Linked DNA regions of Capsicum annuum: region 2 is linked to region 1. A link is a contact called in public Hi-C data. All regions are on one chromosome and are shown on one strand. Each heading gives the region's core, a stretch centred on a gene start, on an enhancer-like site or on the middle of the called end of the contact. The rest is flanking DNA. Distances are from core to core; before and after follow the strand shown. Region 1 has its middle 130 kb from the start of LOC107847995. Region 2 overlaps LOC107847995 (F-box/kelch-repeat protein SKIP11).

What was found. Hi-C and Micro-C count contacts between places; a contact is called where the count stands out from the background.
Region 2: a Hi-C map of leaf shows a contact between it and region 1, with 2.9 times the contacts expected there. The contact joins two enhancer-like sites. A contact is called at or near these places in 2 of 5 Hi-C or Micro-C datasets (leaf and placenta).

Annotation. Positions count from the first base shown.
Region 1 is chr11:24,876,533-24,884,241 of UCD10Xv1.1, forward strand. No RefSeq gene overlaps it. Among protein-coding and RNA genes, the nearest start is that of LOC107847995, 130 kb to the right of the region's middle. Within about 2 kb of position 1,354, at least 4 of the 5 cell types and tissues checked have an H3K27ac peak or open chromatin away from gene starts, as enhancers often do. A contact at or near this core is called in leaf, where this site is marked.
Region 2 is chr11:24,999,268-25,006,976 of UCD10Xv1.1, forward strand. It overlaps LOC107847995 (F-box/kelch-repeat protein SKIP11), which reads right to left. Exons shown (of 5, transcript XM_016692644.2): 2 at 7,216-7,385; 3 at 7,015-7,080; 4 at 6,096-6,422; 5 at 2,989-4,674. The coding sequence starts at 4,588. The coding sequence ends at 3,260. Among protein-coding and RNA genes, the nearest start is that of LOC107847995, 7.9 kb to the right of the region's middle. Within about 2 kb of position 2,849, at least 1 of the 5 cell types and tissues checked has an H3K27ac peak or open chromatin away from gene starts, as enhancers often do. A contact at or near this core is called in leaf, where this site is marked.

The DNA.
Region 1 (7,709 bases), core at 104-2,603:
ATGTATGTATGTATGTATGTATGTATGTATGTATGTATAAATATTGATTTTGGTGTTATTTGTTTTATTGTAGCAAAAAAAATACAGATAAAAGTAAGTCAAGCCATTTTTTTTTCCTTTTTGTATCTATATATGGTAGGTGATTAAAATATTATGGTTTACATTGTTATGGTTTTCCATTCTTATACCTCTCTTTACTTTGGATCATCTAGGTCACTAACCTTAACCTTATTCAGTATATAATTATTATTAATTTTTTAGATTTTATATATATATATATTACTCTCTAATAAGAGGGAAGAGGCAAGAGAAGCAGGCAGTTCCCCGTTAACATGTCTGCTTCTCCTACCTGCTTCATCAGTTGTTTGTTTCGTGATTTTACTATATCATCTCTAATTAATTATTATCAGTTATTTATGTATTAAAAAATTAATAATATTTAATAAAAAATTAAAATAGACATTTATGACATGTCTCTCAGCTGTTTCAATCATAATTTTATTAAATATCACCCCTAATTTATTATTATAAATTTCTAAGTATTAAAAAATTAATAATATTTGATAAAAAAGGTAAAATAGATATAAAATGTTAAGTTAACTCTTCATGTTTTAAATTAACTTAACGTCTGCTCTGAGGTTCACTTAAAAAAGATTTCACAAGTATTTTGTAAATATAAAATAAAAAATAAAAAAATAAAATATTGTAACAGTGTTGTAAATATAGTTAATGTATTAAAGTGAGTGCCAACTTTATTTGTTTAGAGATTTATGATATTGTTTTGTTAGGTTAGTTGGCTTTATTAATTTTCAAAAATATATTGCAATAATCGGTGTTAGTTATTTGAAATAAGTAACGTACGTTTTCATAGACTAGTGTTACTATGGATGGAATATTTTTTAAATGTGTTTGGTATGAAGGAAAATATTTTTTAATTTCTTTCATGTTTGGTCAACTTAAATGTTTTGAAAAATATTTTTCAAATAAAATTATTTTTTTTTAGTTTAAGGGAAATAACTACTCTACATAAAGTAAGAAAAATTATATTCCAAGGCTCTTTCAACAACACCACTCGACCTTGGACTCAACTTTTAATTTTGGACAGGATTTAATGCTCGACCTAGACCTACAACACGGGACTCGACTCTCGATCCCGACCACCAACTCATCACCTAACTCCCAACACTGACCCAGGGTCCACTTATCGACTCTGACTAGAGAATCGATCTCGACCCACCTACTGGCATTGAACCAAGATCCAATCACGATAAAGGACTAGACCTTAACCCAAACTCGAGATCCAAACTTGACAGTCAGTGACTCTCAACCCCAACCCTAACTCGAGATCATAGGATCCAAACTCCTAACCCCAATTCAGCACCAAAATCTCGACTCATACCTGAGACTTCACCTCGATCCTAGATCGACTTTGACCTCGACCTAGCCACTGTGGTCAACCAAAGGCTAAAGAGTCATTTCCTACCTAATTTTCCACATTCCACTATTTCTTCTTAACAGTTCTTATCAGCTGCACGGAAAATATAGATCAAGATTGATTTTCTTCATATAATTTGGCCCATATTTCTATTAGCTCTGTAACTAACTGATACCCCTCTTTGTTTTAAAACTTTTTTCTTCATCATACTCTTCCTTCTTGATAGTACATGTTATCTGCCAATTGCACCAAATACTAATGAATTTATAGGCTAAATAAGTTGTTCCACTAGATTAGTCTGGTGTGACAATCCATTTAGCCTATAAATCCGTTAGTATTTCGCTATTTATACAATTGGCACATACAGTATAACTCAAAAGCTGCCAAGTTGGACAAAAGTCCCTCACTGAAGTCTACTGTTCTAGGCTATCAGGTTCACAATTTTGTGATTCACTATATTATCAAATTCAGTAGAATATTTCCTCCTCTTTGGTGTATTATTATTGATATGATTCATGTTGATATTATTATTGAAAAATATAAAGCAAGATTTATTTTCATGATAAAATTGGGCAGTATTGCCTGATTAAATTGGGCAATAGCAATGATTTTTCTTTTATTTAAAGACAATTGTTGCCTGACAATTAAAAGTGATAACTTGCTCGCTATTTTTTATTGAAGAGATCTTGGAAAAGGAAAATGAAGCTGTTACTCCCTCCGTTTTAATTTGTTTGTCTAGTTTGACTTGATACAGAGTTTAAGAAATTAAAGAAACTTTTTAATCTTGTGGCCTTAAACATGTCACGTGAAAAGCTAGAATTAGATACTTGCCAAGGAAAGAATTGTTCTTTTTTGTATTGGATTAAGTAAATACTCATGGCTCCATTACCTTTAGAAGACATTATCTTAGAAGAAACTTCTAATCGAATTAGTATATTCCAGCCCCTATCCCTAATTCCTGTCTCGATTTCTTTGAGGAATGGCTACTAGCATGTAGCTGCAGTGTTCGATGATTATGGTATGTTGTCAGAACTCAGAAGTAGAAAGTCATATATTCAACTTACTAATGCATTTTGTGTTCATTAATCTTATTTGTGGTTGTACGAGAGTAATATAATTGGGAAAACACTATATTTTTAATGGCCTTTGTCGAGAGTGAATTAGTCCTGAAAGATCATCTTAAATTGGTAATCATATTTATGTGAATTTTAGGGCTTTGATTGGAAGATTATCCTATACTAATCAGGCCTCACTTACCAGAGAATGAAAGAGAGAGAAGCACACATAAGCGGAAATCGTTGTTCTTATAAAAGAAAATAAGAGATCGCTTTAGCAGTATTTGATAGTTTTTGCTGTTGAAGAAGCTTTAGCATCTCCATTAAGTTGCCGATAAAAAGAGCTGATTTAGGAAAGATTGAAACTTCCCAAACTATATAAACTGTAATTATGTGTTTTCACAAAAATTGTTAATAATTGAAGTTGAATTCTAGAACCTTGAAAGTTCTAGAATATTTTAAGTATGTGGAGAGGAACCTTAGATTTTTTGAGAATGTAGAGAATAGTATGCAACAAGTAAAGCTGAACTGCATTCTGACTTTATGTTTTTGATGTAATCAGATATACTCTAATGACACTGTCTCTATCATTGATGTTTTAAACTCATTATAGGGATAGGATAGTAGAGTTAGAGCTTTTGTAAATATGGTTTCAGTACAACCCATGTACTGTCTTACAGAAATAGGAACAATTACTAATTTAAAAAAAAAAGTATGTGGAGGGCTAGTCTGCTCATACTGCCTCATTTGCAAACATTGGAGGAACTAGCAAGATTCTTGTGCGATCAAATAATTGCTTCTTGGCTCCTTGGCTAATAGTTCAGCTACATTGTTGTGCTCTCTACAGGGATGCGAGAGGAGAAATATTCAGGCTAATAGAATTAAGATATTGATTAGTATGTAATTTGAAATGGTGGAGAAGCCAAATGAAGAACTTAATCTTGCAAATCTAGTTGAAGTTATTGTTACTGTTGTAGACAAAGATGTCCTTATTAAAGTTTAAGAGCTTTTAAACAGATTTAGTTGAACCATCCTGATTTAGATGCTGCACGAGTTTATCATTAGTGAAGCTCGTACTAGGGACACAAAGTATTTTTTACAGAAAAAAATGAAAGATTGGGCTAAGGAGAGGAATAATCTATTAAAATTCTGAACACCATTGTGAAAAGGCCTTTGATCTTAATATTTTACTCATTACGATTTAGAGGACCTTGAATACAACTTCTAATTATTGTCTTTTTCACCAAAAAAAGAATATAGCTTCTAATGATATTACGGTAAGGTAACCAAATAGTGTGCCAAAAGTTAATTGAACAACTATTTGGTTAGCATTGTTGCCTGTTTTCCAACCATTAAGGATGCACTTCCAAGTGGATGATGAATTAGTTTTAGGTGATCTGTTAGTAGTACAATATTTTGAGATTCTTGAAAAGCCTCCATGCAAGGCTAACATGCATCGCACTATTCTTTACTTTTGGTTTTGTAATGGTATCCCAACCCACAAGATGAAGTTTCTCTTTGGTGTTGGTGGTACCCCAAACAAAGTTCCTTTGAAGCCTATTGATTTATTTGGTTGTTTTACGTGGAAGACTAATGTATTGCATTACATTGTTCGGTATGCAACTTAGGGAAACTTTAGCAAAAGTAGCGCGCTTACCGATATTAAAAAATTTCGTCTTCCAACCAGTACGTTTAGAGTTTATATTATCTATAATGAATTGAAAAGCACTATGAAAAGGTCCTTTGTGAAAGATGGGAAAACTAAGATATTTTCTAAAGTTATCACTAGGTTGGATTGATAAAATGGATGAGAGGTTGGAGATAACATTTGATTTACAGTTGGAGCTGAAAATCCCTTTGGACTTGGCAAAATTGATGTTTTGGCCACTAGATCGATTAAAGTCCACAAGAGTATTAATATAGTATGACAATTTTTGGTGTTTGCTCTTTCCATAAGCATAAGGTCATGTGCGAAGAAGAGGTCTGTTAGGTTTGGCCGAGTTCTACCTATTTTTGTTGGAAACCTATTACTACAATTTGAATATACATGTATCCTCACATGAATCTCCTGTGCTGTTGTCGTAATCTCCTCAACTTTAAGTAGGTCATCCATCCACATTATGACCATACTACCTGAGAGGCCTATGGCAAGAACCTAAAGTGATTGACGGGGTGAAGGATTGATTTTCTTCATGCACGGCAACCAAATTGGATGTAGTAATTAGTGAGGGGTGGATACATTTTCATTATCCCGTATAAAACATAAAATGACGGAAATAAATTGAATAGGAATGGTAATGGTGTCATTGTAGGAACTTTCTGGTTCTAGAATCTCACTACTAGAAATCTTTAAAGCTGTGTTTGGTTTTATCACTTGATAAATTGTCCAATCCTAAAGTTGTTCCTATTGAGTCTAGGAATAGGGGTCATGGTTTTATTTTCCTCTATCTGTTCACTTCCAGCTGTACTATGACTAGCTAGTGTTGTGGTAGGAAAAGCGTGCAGCAAGGCTTCCCTTTATATTGGATTAGTATTACGTAATTTAGAAGAGTAAGTTTGTGTATTTTAGCAGGTTTATTTTTATCAGGTACATTGGTAATCTTATTAGTCTAGACAGCGTTATATTGGTAGGGTGGAAAAGTAGTGGATAAAGTAGGGGCAATCTATTTCGGGTGGGAAATAGGTTTGCTGCTTTAGTAGTGGATAAAGTAGGGAGTATTCCATTGGAATCTCCATTTTTTCCCTATTGAAAGGTGACGTAGTTAACATCTAATTTTTGTCCTCCACAATTAAATTTGATCTTGAGTTTCTTCAGTTTTTAATAAAATCAAAATAATTATTTCATTCAAATAAAAAAAAATTAAAATATTTTTCGTATGTGATTTTGTCATTTTAAGTAGTGATTATATACTATCATGTTCAGTTATACAAGATTATATAATTTATTACTAAAATATTTATTTTACAAAATATTGAATTTAATTAAGGCTCATCTTGAAATATAAATTCAAATGATTAAAATCATGATTTAAATATAATTTATTCTCAAAAATAATTTATTTGGATAAATATGCATTTGATTTTATTAATCAAGAAGCTCAAGATAAAAAAAAAGTATTAATCCGTATCAAATTTCAATTTAATTTAGCCAATCTATTAGATTTGACCATAATTGAAAATTGGTCATAATTGCAATGTAATTCGTCAATTGATTTTTAATTTGGTCAAAATAAATAAATATGACTAAATTTTAAAATTCCAATTGTGGTTATATTTTAAATAACCCCAAAATTCTCAAGAACTCTCATAACTTCTACCGAATTCCCACCAAAAAATAAATTCACATTGTAATACATTGTACTATTCCCCCCAACTTTGTCCTTTACCAATTTTGAAATTCAAAGATTGTACTACATTGTACTATTTTCCCTCATATTATCTTCCACCTCACCTTATCTTTAATTTTTAAAGTCCAAACCCCCCCCCCTCCCAAATGCTTTTTCTCCCACATCGGTGGATGACAAGAAACAGATCTCTATCCTTTCCTATAAATACTTTTCTCCCACATTGGTGGGAAAGAGTAAAAAAACACCCCATTATCTCCTATAAATACTACCACTACTTTGGTAGAGAGGGAAAGAAAAGGAAGAAAAAAAAAAGAGGCTAGAAAGGTGAAAAAATTCTTTTGAGCAAAATAGTTATTTTTATTTAGTAAAAATTTTGTTTCATAGAGTTGATCGGCTAATAAAAATTTTTGAGTTGCCGGTGACGTTTTTCGGTGGTATATGTAGATAATTTCAAATATTTTTTATCGCAAATTTTCATTAGTAGATCCAGAACTATGAAAGCGTTTTAGTTGACACTTTTTGTTTTTGATTTTCTTTTTGATGACATAGAACTTTTATTTTATGAGCTAGATATTTTTAATATATTTTATTCTTCAAAAAAAAAACTATTATAGGATAAATATCCTAAAGTTCAGTAACCCCACGTTTAAAGATAAAATTCGAAACAATCATAATATGTGAAATTATGAATAGTCAGAACTACAAATATATATGTCACAAATTTTTTTACTTTCATAATTATAAGATAATAATTTATGTAACATTAATTCACATTACTGGTTGATCATACTATAATATACATATACATGCATGAACAGAGTTTAGTTTGATCCACTTTGGTTACTAACAAACTACATAAATATAATACATGCATGAAATTAAGCGACACGGGTCCTAAATATACCTAAACTTTGACGGAATTATTGTAACATGCCTCAACTTTATGGGGGGCTGTGATCCCCCCTCCCCCTTCGAACTATTTTAAAGTGAAATATACCTTTTCTTAAAATGACTCATCCAAATTTGTGCTAAGTGGGAAAAGATATGCGCTAACACCTCTATTGTGCTGGGAAGCCATGGCTCTTATCTTCACCTTTTTTTTTCTTCTACTTCATTTCTTTTTTCTTTCAATTTCTTTCAAAATTTATCTGGCCTTACACATTATCATTGTCTTATTCACTATTTAAAAAATTAATAGAGTAGCATAGAAAATATAGAGAAAACATATAAAAAACAAGAAGAATTGGCAAAAGGATATTTCAATTTCTTGTAGGAAAAATGAGAGTTCCATCGTGTTTGATTACTTTTATTACTGTTGAAGCTTTTTTATTTAAATGACGGTGGCGGTGAAAGTACAACCTACGATGAGATGATGTCGACGAAATTTGAAAAAAAAATTCATCAAAGATTTTAATTTTCTCCAGTCTTTTTGATACCTATTCTCAAAAATAAGTAGGGTGAATGATAAAAAGATTGAACTTTTATATGCGTGATGATGTGATAAAAGAAAGACCTATTTGTGCATCAACATACATGTTAACTAAGACATCCTACTTAAGGGCTCTTTCGTCTATTTAAGAATTACTTTTAATAATGAAAAAAAAAAATTATATTCAACTCTTATTTAATCATAGATTTTGAAATTTAAAAATTTGAGTTTCTGAAATATAATTTTAAAATTTGGAGTTACTTTTAAATATGTTTTGTATTTGGTAAAAAAATATAATTTTTTTATTGGAAATCCTAAAACGTCGAAGTTGATCTTCTACAATTTTGAAAACTTGAAAATATTTGAAGATTATATTTTTAAAACTGAGTAAATTTTATAGCCAAAAAAATATTTGAAGATAAATTTCAAAGTCTACTCTCAAA
Region 2 (7,709 bases), core at 1,599-4,098, 120 kb after region 1:
AAGTTCGGAAGTATTTGTAAAAAATCATGTTATTTTTAATGAAATAGCATTCATTATTAAATTAAACCCAGATAATATATTATTTTTTTAGTTGTAATAGCATACACTTTGGTCTCATTGAAGCTTTGCTTTAGGCCATCATATTGTTTAAGCTGCCCTTCTCCTACCCTAGCACTAATTACATGTAAGGATTGTTCTAAATTATGACATTGATATCCTTGCATCGAGTTGAGGTATTCACAACTGCAATTTTAAACAGTTTTTTTTAATTCATTAGATTGTGGTGTTGTCTCAATGTTTGATTCCTCTTTTTTTTTTGCTAAAAAAAATTTTTACACGTACATTGATATATGAGCTAGCTTGTGTTGTCTGGTTCCATTAGGATCATGTAATTATGCATTGGTTTGAAGCTTAAAATTCAATACTTTAGGATAGTTGATCCTGCTGCTAACCTATTTCTTTATTGGTGATAAATATTTTCACTATCATGTCTTACGAATAGGTTGTTGGGGATATTTTCTTTCTGGTGTGTAGTTTTACGCTTTCTTTCAATTTTAAACATCTGCTACGTCTTTTCATCTCTCTGAACTGATGAAAAAGGTTATACTAGTAAGGGTCCAAATGTGAATGTTGCTTTTATAAATTCTGATAAGGAGCTTATACTTTCTAACTTTGATAAGATCCTAATTGGGTGCACTTCTTTGAGGCTTCTTCAACTTGCACCCAAGTTGGTTGAGAAGGGATGTCTGAAATGTGTCAAAACTACTGACTTCACAATTGAAGATGCCAAATATGTTGTTTAAATGATGTATTTTGAAAGCATACTTCCTTTATTACTTATCATCACGTGAGATGAGAAACCTATTGAAAATGGGGAAGTGGGAGAATTGACGATGGCACTCTTGAATTTACTTTGGGAAGATATGGCAGCTGGTCGGGAATCAAAGAGTATTCCAATTCCTTATGCTTCTAAAGAAATGAATTTTAAATTGAAGAACATGCTGACAGAAAGCGCTGAATGGATTTGAAGTTTGAAGTCAGCGTCGTTATATTTTCTACGGTGGTAGCAGCTACATGGTATCATTACTTCTTAGTTCTGTGGCATATAAGTAGGTCCTAATAAGATTTCTTTTGTGTGGAGTTTCTCCCGCATATATTGCATATTGCTTTTCAAGTATTGAATATCTTGCAATGTATTGGTACATGAAATTTTCTACTTTTTTAGGTGGAATTTGGAAAAAAATACTGCTCCAATTTCTCTCTCCTCTAAACAAAAAAAAAAAAAAAGATTATATGTGTTTCTTCCTCTTTTCTACAATTAATTATGCTAATTTGAGATTGACAATCACTGTAAACTTCAATTATAAAAGGAAAAAGATTTAAATAGGTCACTGAACTATAACGAATAGTTTATCTATGTCATTCATGTACAAATTCTGACCAACATTTTAAGATATATTTCTTAATTAAATTAATAAAAGAAAATTTATAATTTATAGCATTTTACATATAGTTTTTGAATATGTAAATTTTAATTATAAAAAAATAAATTAATATAATTTAATTTAACTTTGAAATTTAGTCAATTTAATTCATGAAAAATGGAGGGAGGCAAATAAAACGAAATGGACAGAATATTTGGTTACTTATAAGCGTGTTCTTAAATTATTGTTGTAATGCACGATACTATTATTTCTTGTCGCATTGTTACCACTTCAACTGTTCAACATCTATGATGCATATTAAGTAATAAATAAATCCTCTTTTAACCCAAAAAAAAAAAAAAATTTAGTCAATGTCTTTTAAATTCACAATTTAATTATGTAGCAGTAATATAACAAAATAAGGACAATGCTTGTATACTATTATTCACATAAATTTATACTCTTTATTTTCTCATGTATAGTTGTTTACTCAAATATTTTTTAAGGGAAAAGGATCGTATTTCTACTTTGAAAAAATGGTTAAATATATCCTTCTTCATATTTTGTGATTAAATTTACCCTCGATATCATACTTTGATGCCAACAGAATTGAGTGAGGGATATATTTGTTTGTCACTTTTTTTGTGGAACGGGTTGAGTTAGATTAGAGTGTATTTTATTTTTAAAAAATGGGGCATGTAACATTGATCTAGGGTTTTCTATTAAGAAGAAGAGTACATGCGAAAATTTTCTTAACATCGAGGGTAAATTTGACTCTAAAATATAACAATGAGGGTAAATATGACTTCATAGTATGATAAATGATATATTTAGCCAATTTTTCAAAGTAGAAGGATAAACTTGGTCCTTTCCCCTTTTTTAAATAGTATTGATAGTTTTTTAAAAAACTTGTACGACTCGAATTACACGTGCAATGCATGTGAAGAAAAACTAGTATATATATATGTTTGAGCAAACATGTTTCAAACGTAGTTCGATCTGAAAAATGTTTGGCTCTACATTTTGTTTAACATTATTTGCAAAATACAAAATAGCATTTTTTTTAAAAAAAAATTGTTGAATTTAAAAGGATATATTTCATTTAAATTGGGGAGAGGTGGTAAATAAGATATAGCGTGGTTGCAACTTTGGGATAATGTGGAAAATGCGAATTAGGATGGAAGGTTACTGTTAATTGTTTGTAATTTGTCTTGAGCCGAGGGTAAATCTGAAACAACCTCTCTACCTCACATCTGGGGTAATGATACGGATTGCATACGTTTTATTCTTCCGAAATTGTGTGAGAATACAAAGGTGTATTGTTTTTGTATATTTCATTTCTACCATGTAATTAAATACTAGTAACACTTTATTTTGTAACGAGAACATGTGACAGACAAATGCTCATCAACCTTACAACTCACAAAAGCTGGTTGTACCATCCATAAGCGTCTAATTTTCTTGCTCAACTCGCCCGCAAACATCATATGACTGATGCCTATACCATTGTATCAGTTTTCACAAATAAAAACAATTTAAATAAGCAAGCAGAATAATTGGTCAATTGCCTCAATGAGATCTGCCATAATAAAGGAAAGAATTCTTAAAACAAAAGTTGGAACAAAGTACTTCATTTCCAAAGCTACCAAATGTACTGATACACAAGCAACATGCCACCAAACAAATAACTAAGTACTTCTATGACTTTCCTAGAGAAGCTTTAAACACTAATCTATTAACTGATAAGAGAAAAAAGCTGGGATAAATTACCCTTTAGCAAGAAACCAACTATGTATTGATGGACACCTCTACAGTACAAACCAAATTCCATCTCTTCAGCATCCCATGACAGAACAGTTATACACAAAGCTACCTGATTGCTTTTGGCCGAGCAAGTTCCATTCTGGAGGTCCTTCCCTCGGTGCCCACGAATGCACCTCAATAAATCCTCGACCCATAACCCTAGGCCCTCCAACTACAATTAGACTATCACCACATGCCCGAAAAGCCAATCCCCAACCATGAATGGAAGATACTCCTTCAGGCAGTCCACCAATGGTAACCCATGCTTTGTTATGCTTGTCATACTTCCTAACAGCCATTTCAGCATAGTCAGCAGAGTACAATTGATTATCCACAACGGCTAGTAATGGAGGCGCTGCAGATGTATCTGGTATGTCGTTCTCAAGGTTAGGTTGCACAGGAGACATGTTCGGAATTTCAGTCCACGTTCCTGTTGCCAGATCATACTCTTCAGCGCATGTCAATAGCTTTGCGTCGGCTCCTCCAATGCCTCCTATCACGTAAAACTTTCCATCCATGAATACACCAGAACACATCTTACGTGGCTTAGTCATGCTTCGCAAAGTCGTCCACGTGCCTGTCTCCGAATTGTAAAGTTCAGCGGAGCTAAGGATTTTACCTTGTGAGTCACAACCGCCAGCAAAAATGGCGATTTCCCCAAGGCTTGATTTACCAAACAAACATCGTGGCGCATTCATTTGCATCCCAGTTGACCACGTATTTGTCAGTAAACTGTACCGATAAATGACATGGGCCAACACATCCTTGCCACAAACGAGAAGCTCAGTACCAACCCCCAATGATTCCTTGTCGGACAACACAAAACAATCATTGGGAGTCATTCTCGGCAGACGCATCCAGCGGAGCCTAGCAGGGTCAAAAGCTTCCCACTCCAGTGGCTGGCAGGAGAAATACACCCAATGCTCCACCACACCATTTCGTCGCCGCGCTCTATAAAGTTCACTGCTCCTAATTAATGAGCGGAAGTTGTGGTTCAAAGATGCTATGGCGCCATAATCTGACCTCGAGCAACGAATGAGAGAATTGATGGAGCTGTCACGGTCAAGGGCAGGAAAAAGTGTGTTCCTGTCAGAATTATCCCCAGCATGATCCCGTTTGTCAGTTTGCTCAGGAGGGGATGCTGAAGAACTTCCCAAGGATAGAGTCACTCCCACTAGGTTGGAACCGTCGGACTGCTTTTGCAACTTGCGTTGCACATTTTCACCCTCCTGGTCATATTCCAATGGCCTTTTGCCATTCTGGACTTCAATACTATCAAGTCGATAACTCATGCAAACCGTCCCGTTACTTTCTGTCTGACAATCCCTTGTAACCACCACACAGGACCGTTCTTCTGACATATCTTCCAGATTCAACCCTAAAATAAACACCAGTTCTGCTGCCTTGCTCTGGTATGGATCCTAGACCCTGTGACTTCCTGATAAGACTGATACAAATTGAACAAAATTAGTAAGGAACCAAAGAAAAACTCTTCCCACAAGGAGAAAGAATCATCAAAACTCATAAATTCACGTTGAATCAAGAAAATCACAAATAGATACAATCATCAAAACTCATAAATTCAGGTTAAATCAAGAAACCACAGACAAAGAAATTCTCAATCACCAAAGCACAGAAACAGAAATTTTTTTCACTAGTTTTGATCATTAATTAAAGCAAACCAAGTAATGCTCAATGCCTTTTTATGGATAACAACAATTCTGATAACACAAATGCCGGGATTTGTCAGCAAACAAAGGGGAAAAAATCCCACAAACATCTATGAACCCTCATTGATTCAAGCAAAAAAAAAAAACACCAAACATCCATGAAATTCAAGCAAAAAAAAAAAACCACCACACATCTATGAACTCTCACTGATTCAAGTTTGAAAAAAATCAAGAATCCAGATCAAGTAAACTCCTTAGAAAAGATTCAACATTCAATCCACCAAGTCCTTGAAAAACAATCAAATGAAAAAAACTCCTTAACCAAAAAAAACCCTCAAAATCAAATAAACATGCAAGAATCATTAAAAATTCAAACTTTACAACCCAAAAAATGAAGAACCAAAAAAAAACCTCAAAATCAGAACTTTAAATCAAATAAACATGCAAGAATCAATAAAGATTCAAACTTTACAACCCAAAAAATCAAGAACTCAAAAAAAAAAAAACCTTAAAATTAAAACTTTAAATCAAATAAACAAGCAAGAATCAATTAAGATTCAAACATTACAAATCACAGATCTCCAAAATTCAGATTAAACAACACCCTTTTGCTCAAATTCACCAAACATCAATCAATCAAGAACCAAAACTTCAATCTTACATTGTTTACCAAACTTCTAAAACACTTCAAAAGAAGACTTACAAATTGGATAAGAGAGAAAAAAAGAGAGCAACTTTGATATATAGAGAGGAAAAGCAAAAATTTATATCAAAATTGCTTTCATTTCTATCGATGCAATCCTTTGTTTTTTTTCTTTCTTTTGTTCTTTCTGTTTATCGGTTTGTACTTACTATAAGGGCAGCTAATTGTTTTTGTTTTTTTTTTAAATAAATAAATAAAACTGGCAAGAAGAAGAACAAGGCATGGGTGGGGTGGGGTGGGGTGGGGAAGAGGGGGGAGGGGGGGTTCAACAAAGAAGATCCTTTGGATTCTATCTGAAAATCAAAGTTTTGGGCATAACACAACACCTTTATCTCACTACTGTACTTCTAGTTCTCATTTCTGTCTCACTCTCTCTCTCTCTCTTACCAAAACTCTATTCTAATTGCAACTACTTAAATAGATTAATCCGTGAACTAGAAAAACTATAAGCAATATGTTGACCCTAAAACAGCTTAGAAAAACATTTTGATATACCTTCTTATGTCCCTAACCCATCTTGGGAAAGGAACGGACGAAACCGCAATATGGGGAATGTCAAAGTCTTCTCACAAGGCTCATTTTTCGTAGTGGGTCATAAGGTAGGCAGCTTTATCTGATCAAGGGCGGGGTCACACGGGTCCTGGAACTATCCAGGTGGGATGAACTCCGGAGGTGACCGTAATGAGTAAATCTCACTGCCGGGACTAAACGACGAGCAAACACTCGAATGTGAGAATGTGAGAGCAAGGGATCACCCAACAAATGGACGAGTAGCCGTCGAAAAACAAAATCATGAATCTTGCAGCGCATCATTCCTCCAACCTAAAATAACATAAACAAAACCATAAAGAATCAATAGAAATATTTCAAGTGAAAAGAAAAACATGATAAGAAAAATATCTTTTCAAATTGCTTGTTCTACTGGCTACAAGTTATCTTTGTCTTAGGCAATCTTATGTCATATGATTTCTTCATCTGTCTTGAAACTAAACTAAAGAAGAAGATCAAGCAAGACTAAGATAGAAATTTATACTTCCCCGTTCCTAAATAAGTGATTTTTTAGCTTGGGCACACCCTCTAAGAAATTATGCTTTCCTAGAAAACAAGAAGTATTTTTACTAACTTGACCTTACAAATACCTTGAAAAGGATGTGTAACTCTTTATTTAAAGAGGGGTAAAATTGGAAGAACATCATTGTCTTCTTGATTATCTAAAAACACTACTTATTTAGGAACAACATGAAAAGGCTAAACAACCACTTATTTAGAACGGGGGGATTATGTAAGTAGGCATTTAAATCATATAGTTAAAAAAAATGGAAACAAGTATCAAAATCTATTGTCTTTATGAAAGGTTAAGCATTTGCATGCAAGAAAAATTAAACCTCAAAATTGGAGAAACACTAATACCTACCTAGTTGCAGTTTTCGATAAATTTGAACACTCTTCTGCCTCAGCCAAACTGTAATATTTACAATAACTGCAGTACAAGAAAACACTTAATATAGCAAAACGATAAACATAGAAGTTTTTAGCTAGATGGATTGAAAGAAAAACAGAAGATGGCATAAACAATGTTCTTACAGAAGTAAAACTACTTTCAATGCCTTTTCACCTTCTAGGCTCTAGTGGCAAAGGCTACATTGTCTATTCCTACAACCACCGATAAGATGAGTTCTGAGACAAATAGAGTATCAAGAATCAAGATGGTCTAATTTTCCCTCAGCTCTATTTCGGTTGAGGTAATTCATTTTGCACGCCCAATAATATGTGCTCCAATCGTGTCTGCAAACATGGAGGTTTTAAATTATCAGTCATACAATCATTAATAACAATAACAATGAGATGAAACTTCCATCATATAAAGGAACGGTTACGTAAGAAGCGTGATAACTGAACATTTCCAAAAAAGTACCTAAATGAAGCAAAATTGATATAAATTCACAAGGCCCCTCTCATGGCCTAAGAATAGTAGTCAACATTAATGTATAATCAAGATATATATATAAAAATTATGTTTCACCTAGTGTTTTAACCTAGGCTGGGATTTGAACCTAAGATCTCATGGTTCTAAACTCATTTCATTGACCACTAAAGCATTTACCTATA